Regions from separate parts of the Zea mays genome. Here region 1 is linked to region 2. Evidence: chromatin contacts called from public Hi-C data. All regions are on one chromosome and are shown on one strand. Each heading gives the region's core, a stretch centred on a gene start, on an enhancer-like site or on the middle of the called end of the contact. The rest is flanking DNA. Distances are from core to core; before and after follow the strand shown. Region 1 holds the start of LOC100282641 (xylulose kinase). Region 2 holds the start of LOC541950.

Region 1 (5,451 bases), core at 1,247-3,746, 250 kb before region 2:
AAAGGAATGATTGGTAAAAAAAATTTATGATGTGAACTCAGAGGTTTCATTTCATATAAACCCAAAAATTATAACAAAATAAATTGTGAACATATATTTGAGATGTTAAGACTTCAGAGACAGTGAAAAGTTTTCGCTCTGAATTCCTGCGTTAATAGTTTTACAATCAGAGCATGTATGCCAGTCAACAGAAACATACTGCCTGAACCATATATTATGATTGGTTGCTCAAAAACACCTAAGCAATAATGCAAACAGTAATTTCTACTTGCAATTAAAAGGTATGTCACCAGAAGAAGATAAGTACATGGTAAAGGTGATTCTGAATATATGTGGTTGCAAAACTAGTACACTACATGTTGGCTTGAGAGTGTACATTTAGCACTGCCCCAACGTATAACCAAACAAAACTTACCTTTCTACAAAATAAGGAGCAATTCGACCAGCAGCTGAATATGCTGGTGCTAGATTTCCAAGCTTTGCTTCAAGTCCAGGAGCAGTTGCCTAGAGAAAGGGCATAGTCTTGGTATTTTAGTCCATGAAATATTTTTAGACAAAAAGGCTACAGTTTTATGTTTTAAACTTCATTCAACAAATGTTTAGTGTACTATGAAATGAGCTAGCAAGTACAAACCTCTAAAGCAGACTTTGACCAGATCCTTTGCTTGATATCCATCAAGTTCATCCCCGCACCATCAGTTTCATCAATACTTGCATAGCTTCCAACAAGGATAGATGCCATGAACGAGCTCACCAAAGATATTCTCTCGGTATCTTCATAAACATCAGGCTCTGTCTGATAGATCTTCCTTATCTGGGGGCCAGTGAATCTTTCATACGCACGAGATCCTGTGAGTTTTGCTAACTCCAGTGCACCTCCAACTGCGTTCTCTATTTCTCTGCATTGCTTTGTTGTGCTACTATCCATCCATAATGGTGAGTTCATTGTAGAAAATGCATCCTTTAGTTGCGATAACAAGCTTTTACTAGCATCCAAGGAGGATAACACAGCATGGCTGCCCTTTTTCCAATAAACACTGCCATGTTGCTGCCCACTCCCAGAAACAGCCACTACCTTACCGAAGTTGATCTTTGGTTTTAGCTTCTCAAGCAGCACATCCAAAGCTTCCACCCACATAATGGTTGGTGAAAAAATGTGCCTATCATCTGCTGGGTCTCTGTACACCCCACCTTCAGTTTTGTAGTGTGGCAATTCAGAGTCAAAATTAACAATTTCAGAAGCTACTATGGTGAGCTCATTATTGAGCACCGTAGCTTTCAGTGATCTGTAACAGGAGAATGGCAGTATTAGGTCCAAGTCTAATAGTAGCCTCACAGATCTAGTATATGATAGCAAACTGAAAAATAAAATCCAGGAAGGGAATATGTGAAGCAAATGGTGCTACGATCATGGTTATCGACTTACTGGTATGCAGAATAAAGAACAAAGAAACCACATTTGAACTAGGTAAAAAAATCTTGAAAGAGACGTATTTAAGAACATTAGGTTTCTTACTTGTTTTTCATTAATTAATCAGCATCCTCTATTCAACCTCTATATTTCCTCCTCTATAGATGGTGTCCCCAAATAGAGAGGACACTCATTCGTCCTCATCTCTTCTATTCATTTTTATACCTTAGATGATGGATTAAGCAAAATTTAAAAATATATATAAGACTTTTGAGGGTACGATGAAAAACAGGAAAATATGTTTCTAATGGGTGCCTTTGACGTATAGATTACCATATATAGAGGACGTTGTTTGAGATTGGATGAGATATAGAGGAGAGGAAGAGAAGATGCAGATGAAGATGACCGATATAGATGATACCGCTGTCTTACAAGCAGATAAAAGTTTTAACCTTTTATACTCACCATCTACTGAACCATGCCCATCACTAGAACAAATGAGCGCCTGATTAGAGGAATAAGCTACACAGAGACCACAGGAAAAACAAGATCCAGTGCCCGTTTAAACTGAGAGAGATAGAAAAGGGACGAGACTTACTGAGTGGAGCTGTCCAACCCGAGGAAGAGAGAACCCTCCGGGAGGGAGTCTCGCCCGGCCATGGCCGCCGACTTTTTCCCCAGACGAAATTCGCCTCCAGGTGGGATGGGAGATGGGACTAAAAGAGCAAGAGAGCGAAGCGGAGGTGGGCGTCGACGAATGCGTTACAGATCAGAAGATTTTATGGGAAGCGGGTAGGAGGGACTGGTGAGTGGTGATGGTGACCGTGAAATACTGAAATCTGTTGGCTTCCTTCGGGTATGTTTGTTATGATTGCTAAAGAGCGGATACGGTGCCCGGGGCTGCAGTCGGTGCGGAGCGGAAAATTAGCTGACGCCCAACTTCCAGCCCACGAGGTGCGCAGCAAGCAACAGGAAGCATCCGTTCTCGGCCTCTCTGGCTCCCGACTCAATCGGCGACTCCGAACTGGCGAACTCCACCTGACCACCTCTGCCCTCCTCCGGCAGTCCGGCCACTGCTTAACGCCACAAAGCCGGCAGCCGCCCGCCGGTCCTATCTGTGAGGAGCTGACGCCGCACCGTGATTAAAGCTGAGAATCCGGAGAGAAATGGTACCAGCCTCCCAGGAAATGGCAGAAGCTGTCAGACAGTTCCTCTGGATTTTTTAGCTTCTTCTCTTCCTGGGCCAAGTGCCCATGGGTAATGCTCTCTCTAGTCTCTGCCTACGAGAAAATGATCCAAGGGTGTTTAATTCCCCCAAACAAAGGTTTAGTATATATCACATCCAGCGTTTATATATAATTTAATTATAAAATTAATCATAGAAGAAAGTTTATTAAACATAATTAGTCTATAATTAGAAAATGTTTACTATATCACAGCACTAGTTTATAGTTACAGTATATTTAATACTTCTAACTAGCATTCAAACATCCGGTGTCGCCGATAAAATTTTAGTTGGTGTATCTAAACATCCCTTACTAGATATAGATTATTTACTCAGTTGTCTAGAACAAAATTCTAATCTTTTAGATGGTGTTTGCGACTCCACTCCATGTTTTCTAGCTCTGTTCGACTGACTTTGTCAGGAGTATCTCTACTCCACAGTTGACAATATTTTGATGTGTTTGGCTTACCCAACTCCAACTCTAACTCCAAGAAAATGAGATTTTGTTGAAAAATATTTCCGTAACCCTTACCATGATATTGTATTTACGAACTTTTATTTAAGTATAAAAAATGTAATGCACCATATAAGAGATGTGTGTCAAATATATTATAGTTTAATTGATTGTTATAACATATATAATGAATATTCAACTTTAAAAATAAAAACATTTTATGCCTAGTTCCAGTACACAGAAATAGACGTATCTATCTAACTCATCGCGAAGTATATCCATAGTGTGTGCATTTAGGGATAGGCATTCGGATTACCCGAAAAATTTGGGCTGAGTAATTCAAATTTCGTGCTATAAGAATTGTTACTTAAAATTGCAGTGGATTTTAGATTACATGGAAATTCGAGTTCGAGTATTCCTGAACTATCGAATTGTTATGTCAACTTCATAAAAACACATGCAATTATAGATATATAAATTGATAATTAACAATGACACGAGTATATAACTTATGAAAATTTGGGTAATCTAGGATTTATGGGTACTGGAGGGTGTACACGAATTATCCAAAATAAGTTTGGGCTTTACGAGTGACCACCTGAAATTCCCAAACAAAATTCAGATTTTGGGGTATTTTGGGTTCTGTAACACCTAAATATAAGTTGGCGAGCTTGGGAGACAAGGAGACGCGTCGCTCTTGCCCGATGCCTAATGGACTGTTGTAACTTATTTTATTGTATTTTTAATATCATTCTCGAGGAAGATGTTTTTTGAACCTTCGACATGAGACTTGTTATGAAAAATGAACTAATTTCGTAAGGGGCTACTATCGGGGCCCCTTCTTGACCAAAGGTCCTCAAAACATCAACTCATGAGTCTGTTTTAGGTATAACAGAACAAATGCTGAAGGACACCTTCGGATGAGATGACATGCAACTGACATGGTTGTGGAGACGAAGCTACAAGCTTCGGTTCGCCGACATGCACACGTGATAAATAAGCTAGCCAAAACAGGGTGAAATGAGAATGCCCCTGTTCAACTTTGTAGCTATGCTTGTAATTTTGACGAAGTTGTACCCTACGTCTATAAATAGAGACACAATACTATACACATATACATTTTCTTAGCTCGAGAGAATTGAATCACTCCGTCTACGAAGCTGTCTTTTCCTTCTTACCTTCGTATTGTTGCTCACAAAGACGAAAGTATATCTGTAATTATTTATTATGTGAAAAAGAAATGAAGTAAAGTAATGTGCAAACAAGATGAGTAACCCATTTCGTCTTCATGCTTTATTCATGTTATTTTTTGTTCATCTTTTATTTATTCCTTACACGTTCTCCTTTTATTTAATCTCTCTAAAAAGAGTTAATTAAAGAATAAATTGGTAAACTTTTTTATTGATGTTGCGCTTTTGGTATCCCCGTAGAAGTAAAAAACAAGTGAGTAAGAACAGTCGAACCAAACAGAACTTAAAATCCTCCGGACTACCATACCCGCGGGATCCGTTAAATTTGTATGTAACAATATTTTTTAATGATAACTAATGATAAAAATAAATAAATAACTTGTAGATTACTCATTGTATGTTTATTTTGATATACATATAACGATTTTTTCTAACATCTGATAATGTATTACATTAATAACAAATGAAGTATGTTTTAATTATAATTTAATGGGAAGATGACGAAGAAATATCTCACACCAGCGTCCGTAGAGATTTTTGCGGGATATTTTTTTATCATGGAGACAATGATGAGGAACTAATTCTAAGTACATGTTCGGTTAGAAGGGGATCGAAGGGGAATGAAGGAGATTAAAGCTATCCTACATATTTAGTTGTGCATTTTAGAGTTTGACTCCAATTTATATGTATGGATTAAGAATGTAAATTAAACACCTCAATACATGTGTACGTGGGACGCCCGTGTTCAACCCTATGGTAGTCGCTGCTTTGGTCTGTGGATAGTCAGAAGTTCTAAAAAAGAGAGAGGAGAAATGGTAGGATGAGCTGAGCTGTTCTATTTTACGGACATGCGATGCCCTATGGATGGTCTAGATCATGCGCTTTTACTGACCCGACTCACTCTCTCTGAAAACTAGGAACCCCACTCCCCTCCCGAAACTACCGCCGCCGCCGCTGCCGCCGCGATCCAGGTCTCCCGCCCCGCCTGAGATCTCGACCTCTTCACTCCTCGCCGCTACTGCTCGCCCTCCCGCGTATCCTCGTCTCAGCTCTCAGGTTTTCAGCCTGATCAAACCGGTGTAACCAGCCGTGCATGATTGCATTGGTTCGGCTCGCCGGAAGAGCAGCTTCGCGGAGCAGGTGAGTCGTCCCCGCCTCCCCGGTCCCTCCA
Region 2 (5,148 bases), core at 1,761-4,260:
GCTCCAACCATATTAGGCCTTGTTTGATTACAAGAGAATAAATCCCACCATGATTTAATTCGGATGTGAATTGGGTGAATCCATATATCACACCCAATCCTATAGTGAGATTAAATCCATCATTTAATCCATGAATCTCTTAAGACTAGTTATTCTTTTGATTCATGGATTCTAATATAAACTTTGCAATATCTTCATATATTTGTTCCATACCTAATGAGCTATGGATAGAATCCATGCCTTTTATAGTTTAAAAAATTTTCCAAAAAATCCTTGTGTTATAATCCATAATGGGTTTAACCGAATTAAAAATTTTTAGTAGGCTTGAATTATTTTGGGGCGTGGATTGTGGCATGGATTTAATTTCAATCCATGATAATCCAGAGCTGGATTGGTGTAAACGAACAAGACCTTAATGGTTTTGAGAGTGTTTGGTTTATAGAGACTAATTTTTAGTCTTTAAATTGTCAAATAAAAAACTAGAATAAACAAAAGTTTTAGTTTTCATATTTGTAATTTAATGACTAAAATAGAATAAGATGGGGGGGACTAAAAATTAGTTCCTACAAATTAAACACCTCTTTAACCAACCTCTATTACATGCTAAATGTCGATCGATGGATAAAAACCGTCGGAAACGGTATTCATTCGGTAATAAGTTTTTAGTCATTTTTCTTTGATTGCGAATAAATATGATATAGAATCTACAATACAAATTTGTATTCTTGTTTTTAATATTCAGCTTATAAAGACTAATAAAAGGTAAACCTCAGATTTATTATATATTTTTCTCAAATAATAGATATAAACTTTGGTATGGATTCGGAAACAAATTAGGTATTATTTTTTCTAATTTTTTATGTTTTAGGGAGCAAATAATACATGAAACAATTTATGTGATATTATTCGTATTTGTACTAATGTGTTTGATAACATAAGAAAAGATCAATATCAAATTTTATACATATCTATTTTAAAATATTAAATTTGTCCTAATAGTTTGAATTACCACTTTCATCCATCGTTTTGTTGGGTGCTTATTTTTGACAAAACAAATTATTGCTGCATGTTCGCAGTGCATCTATGTGGGTGTTTGGTTCAACTTAAATCCATATTCTAGCTGTTAATTGCTGTTGTAGACCGTCAAACGTTCAGGTTTTTAGTTTGCTTCTTAGATCTTAATCTTATAAACTTCATCTTTTTCTACACGTAATCTCCATAATATTTAAATTCTTCCTATAGCTAGATTCTCATAAAAACTTACCAGAAAAAGTTAAACCAAATAGACCCTATAATCGAGGTCAAATGATTTAACGTTTCTTTTACCACTGCCACGACAGCCACCGGTAAGCAAAGAACAGCTCTACATAAAACTGCAATTAGGATCAAATCCAAGATCGTTAAGATAAGCATGGCCAAGTTGTCCGCACGTCGTTGGTCACCACCAAAGATGGTTATGGGAATCTATAATTAGGCCACCCATGCACTAGAAAACGTACGAACACTAAACAAGGTAGAGCACTTAATACAAGAATCACCGAATCATCGTATCCTCCTCTCAAGATATGGAGAGCATCTCTCCATGTGTTCAACGGTTGGGGCAGGCAGTTGGTACATTGGTGACTCCAGGGCCCAGGCCACATGGCGCTGAGTTAGAGAGAAGAATATCACAGCTACATGACTTGTATAAGGAAATGCCAACTAACATGGTCTTTGGATCAAAGCAATTTTTTTTAAAAAAAAGAGGCACTGAAAATGTGGTTATTTCATCATTAAAAAAGGAGGCAAGTTACATCCGGTTTAATCGGCCGTAGAACAGGAATCTGATGCAGCTAATCACCTGAAGCTACACTTTTACTGTGCACTTAGCCCCGACGCTAATCGAGGAGACCATTAGGTAACATTACACATGAGCATCATCAAATCAAACAATCAAAAGTCGAGTTCAAGCCTTTCTGACGAATCTGGTACTCAAAATCCCCATTGCACCTTGCAGTTTTGCAGTGAAAACAGGTTTTTTTTCCCACCATATGATATCCCTATATTTTCTTAATGATCTGAACAGCGTCCTCATCCTCAAGCTCATCATGCTCCTGCACGAAAGCGAAATGAATCAGTGAAAGGAACCTAACACGGTGTGAGTGTGTGACGATGTAATATCATATCATGCTGGTCTAATGACCCCTGAATTCCCTTCAACTCCTTTTTTTTCCTATTCTTGCTTCCAAACAAGACTGGATAGACCGGGCCGTAGAATGTTTCAATTTTTCTGCCCAAGAAAAGAGAGAGAAAATAACGCAAAAAGGAAAAAAAAGAATCCGGTGTAATCGGGGATTTGAACCCGACGTGAATCGAACACGCAACCTTCTGATCTGGAGTCAGACGCGCTACCATTGCGCCACGGATCCGCACGATGTTTAATTATATTATTGTGTTTCTATATACAATATCGGTAATATAAGGCCATAAAGGCTGCACCACGGCCCAGTTGCGAATGGAAGTGGCGGGACCATAAAGACAGCATATGCCATACTTTCATGTTGACGCTGACGCCTCAGCCTGCAGTGCAAACAAAACGTTTGAGCAAGCTCTTCCTAGTTTGAGTTTGGTTTGTGCTGCACCGCAGACTGCAGTCGAAAGAAAATCCATCTCGCATGTCGAACAAGTTTTTTTTTTTTTGAAAGAGAGACAAGTACATGTACATCTTCGTCAACGACTATTCAGTTTGTTTTGGACTAGGAGCGTAAATAGATCTTTTTTGAACAATAATATGCCCATGACCTGAGGTCCTGAGCTGTGCCCTGTTAACGAAGAAACAAAAAGGCCACTGCTATTTCAGAATCCAGAAAAAAGGAGGAAATGTCATGGCTATAGCTGCGATCAACTGATCAATCAATCAATTAAACCGGTCCGACGTGGCGCAAGTTAGCCCACACACCTAACAGATAGAGATTCTTACGTGAGGGTCCCACAAGTCATCCGGAGTTCCCAACTCGGTAAGGTACGAAAGCCCAACGGGCCCCAAACAGTCCAGAAGGGGCTCTCACACCGGATCCGCTCTGGCTCCAACAACGTGATGGGCTCCATGGAAGCGTCGACCGCGCCGGAGAACGGCTCCTCCGCTGCCGGTGGCGGAGCCGGCGGCACGGCGTGCAACGGGGCGGGCGCCGCGTCTAACGGAGGAGGCATGGAGAGGCGGCTGAGGTCCTCGGCCGCGTCCGCGTCGTGGGCGGCGCACCTTCCCCTGGAGGTGGGCACGCGCGTGATGTGCCGGTGGCGCGACCAGAAGCTCCACCCGGTCAAGGTGATCGAGCGCCGCAAGGGCTCCGCGTGCTCTTCCCCCGCCGACTACGAGTATTACGTCCACTACACCGAGTGTAAGGAACCTCCCTGCCTCGCGTCTCGTCAGGATGCTTGTTGTCTAGGGTTAGGGGAACTTTGGCCTCGCCATCTAACTCGCTGATTGGGTGCATAAATACATTTAGCTGGAAGGTTTTTTTAGTGATGAATTGAGATTTCTGCTTCGTTCATCTGCACATTTCAGCAATGGTTGTTCTCGTGGTAGAGAATTTTAGTCTAGTCACAAACATCTTCCCACAATTTTTGTTTGTGTTAACTGCAGTCTGTTCAGATTATTGTAGACTGATATATCTTAAATGATTTGGACTCACAGTCAATAGAAGACTTGACGAGTGGGTTAAGCTTGATCAGCTTGATCTTGACACTGTCGAGACCGTTGTCGATGAGAAAGTAGAAGATAAGGTAAATGGAGATGCATGCCGTTATGCTGCTATATACCAATGATAGTTCTACCATTTTCTTCACATCTAGCCAGTGGCAGCATCATTAGACTGCCAACGTTTTGGTGAAGCAATGTCCACAACTTTTATTGAAAACACCAGTTTTGCAAGATGAGTGCTTGATATGATTATCTTTTGATATTTATCCAGGCAACAAGCTTAAAGATGACACGGCACCAGAAACGTAAAATTGATGAAACACATGTGGAGGTATGCTGCAGATTGTTATTACTCATCGTTCATTTACTATTTTCACTTAAATGTTATATGAACTTGTCAAGATTTTTTATCTGAATATTAGTTTAGGCATGAGCTCTCTGTGCATTCAGTCCGAAAAATATTTCTTCCTCATTTGGCCCCAATCATTTTGGTAGCAAGGACATGAGGAGCTTGATGCAGCCAGCTTGCGGGAACATGAAGAATTCACAAAGGTGAAAAATATCGCGAAGATCGAACTGGGGAGATATGAGATAGACACATGGTATTTCTCTCCTTTTCCACCAGAGTATAATGACTGCCCGAAGCTGTTTTTCTGTGAATTTTGCCTCAACTTCATGAAGCGCAAAGAACAGCTTCAGAGGCACATGGTGAGCTATACTTGTTTATGCTTTATACCTTACCTATTTGTTAGATACATGCTACTAATATGAGATTAAAAAAACTGGTATTAGTAAGCTCGCTTCTTGTTTATCTAAACTATCTATCATCCATTTCTGTTTAGTTTTAACCTAGGTGCTAGTGCTAGACTGGCCACCCAGAGGCTACGAAGCAGGTACTAGAGTATCAAGACTGCAACTAGAAGTTCTAGATGGTAATGCACTGTATCAGCAAACATCCATATACTGAAGTAAACAAATAACCACAAAAAATTAGTCTTACAACATGCAGTTTGGCATGTCTTGCTATTAATCGATGCTACTCAATATATAACCATACTGTACTTACTTTTAATAGCTGAGCAACTAGCCAACAACACATGACAAGGCCACACACACACAGACACCCTAAAACAGTGGATGGTTTCTTGAAGTGGTTCTTAATATCATTTTATTTGCTTTTACAGAAGAAGTGTGATCTTAAGCACCCCCCAGGTGATGAAATCTATAGAAGTGGAACTCTATCAATGTTCGAGGTAAGTTTTGTGTCCATCTTAGTTTCTTCCATAAGTATTTTCTATTCAGACATCTTAAATCTTGATCCTGTTGGTTTTATTGACTCATGTTGATCGGGTACCAAATTTTTACTTCTGCCACTTTTGAGCAACAACAAAGATTTTGAGAAGATGACTCAAGCTACAGTTATGTGAATAGTTACTTATATTATATACTGTAGCAGTAGTTAACTAGTT

The links. Hi-C and Micro-C count contacts between places; a contact is called where the count stands out from the background.
Region 1: a contact with region 2 is called in a Hi-C map of leaf, with 9 times the contacts expected there. The contact joins the promoter of LOC100282641 here to the promoter of LOC541950 in region 2. A contact is called at or near these places in 9 of 25 Hi-C or Micro-C datasets (ear, endosperm, leaf and 2 more).

Annotation. Positions count from the first base shown.
Region 1 is chr2:219,577,548-219,582,998 of Zm-B73-REFERENCE-NAM-5.0, reverse strand. LOC100282641 (xylulose kinase) reads right to left here and starts at 2,496. Exons shown (of 11, transcript NM_001369014.1): 1 at 2,010-2,496; 2 at 635-1,286; 3 at 416-504. The coding sequence starts at 2,071. LOC103647875 (thymidylate kinase) reads left to right here and starts at 5,073. Exons shown (of 6, transcript XM_008672373.3): 1 at 5,073-5,420. The coding sequence starts at 5,374.
Region 2 is chr2:219,331,077-219,336,224 of Zm-B73-REFERENCE-NAM-5.0, reverse strand. LOC541950 reads left to right here and starts at 3,010. Exons shown (of 9, transcript NM_001111604.2): 1 at 3,010-3,377; 2 at 3,674-3,762; 3 at 3,951-4,010; 4 at 4,175-4,387; 5 at 4,864-4,932. The coding sequence starts at 3,077. TRNAW-CCA (transfer RNA tryptophan (anticodon CCA)) reads right to left here and starts at 2,408; the gene lies at 2,337-2,408.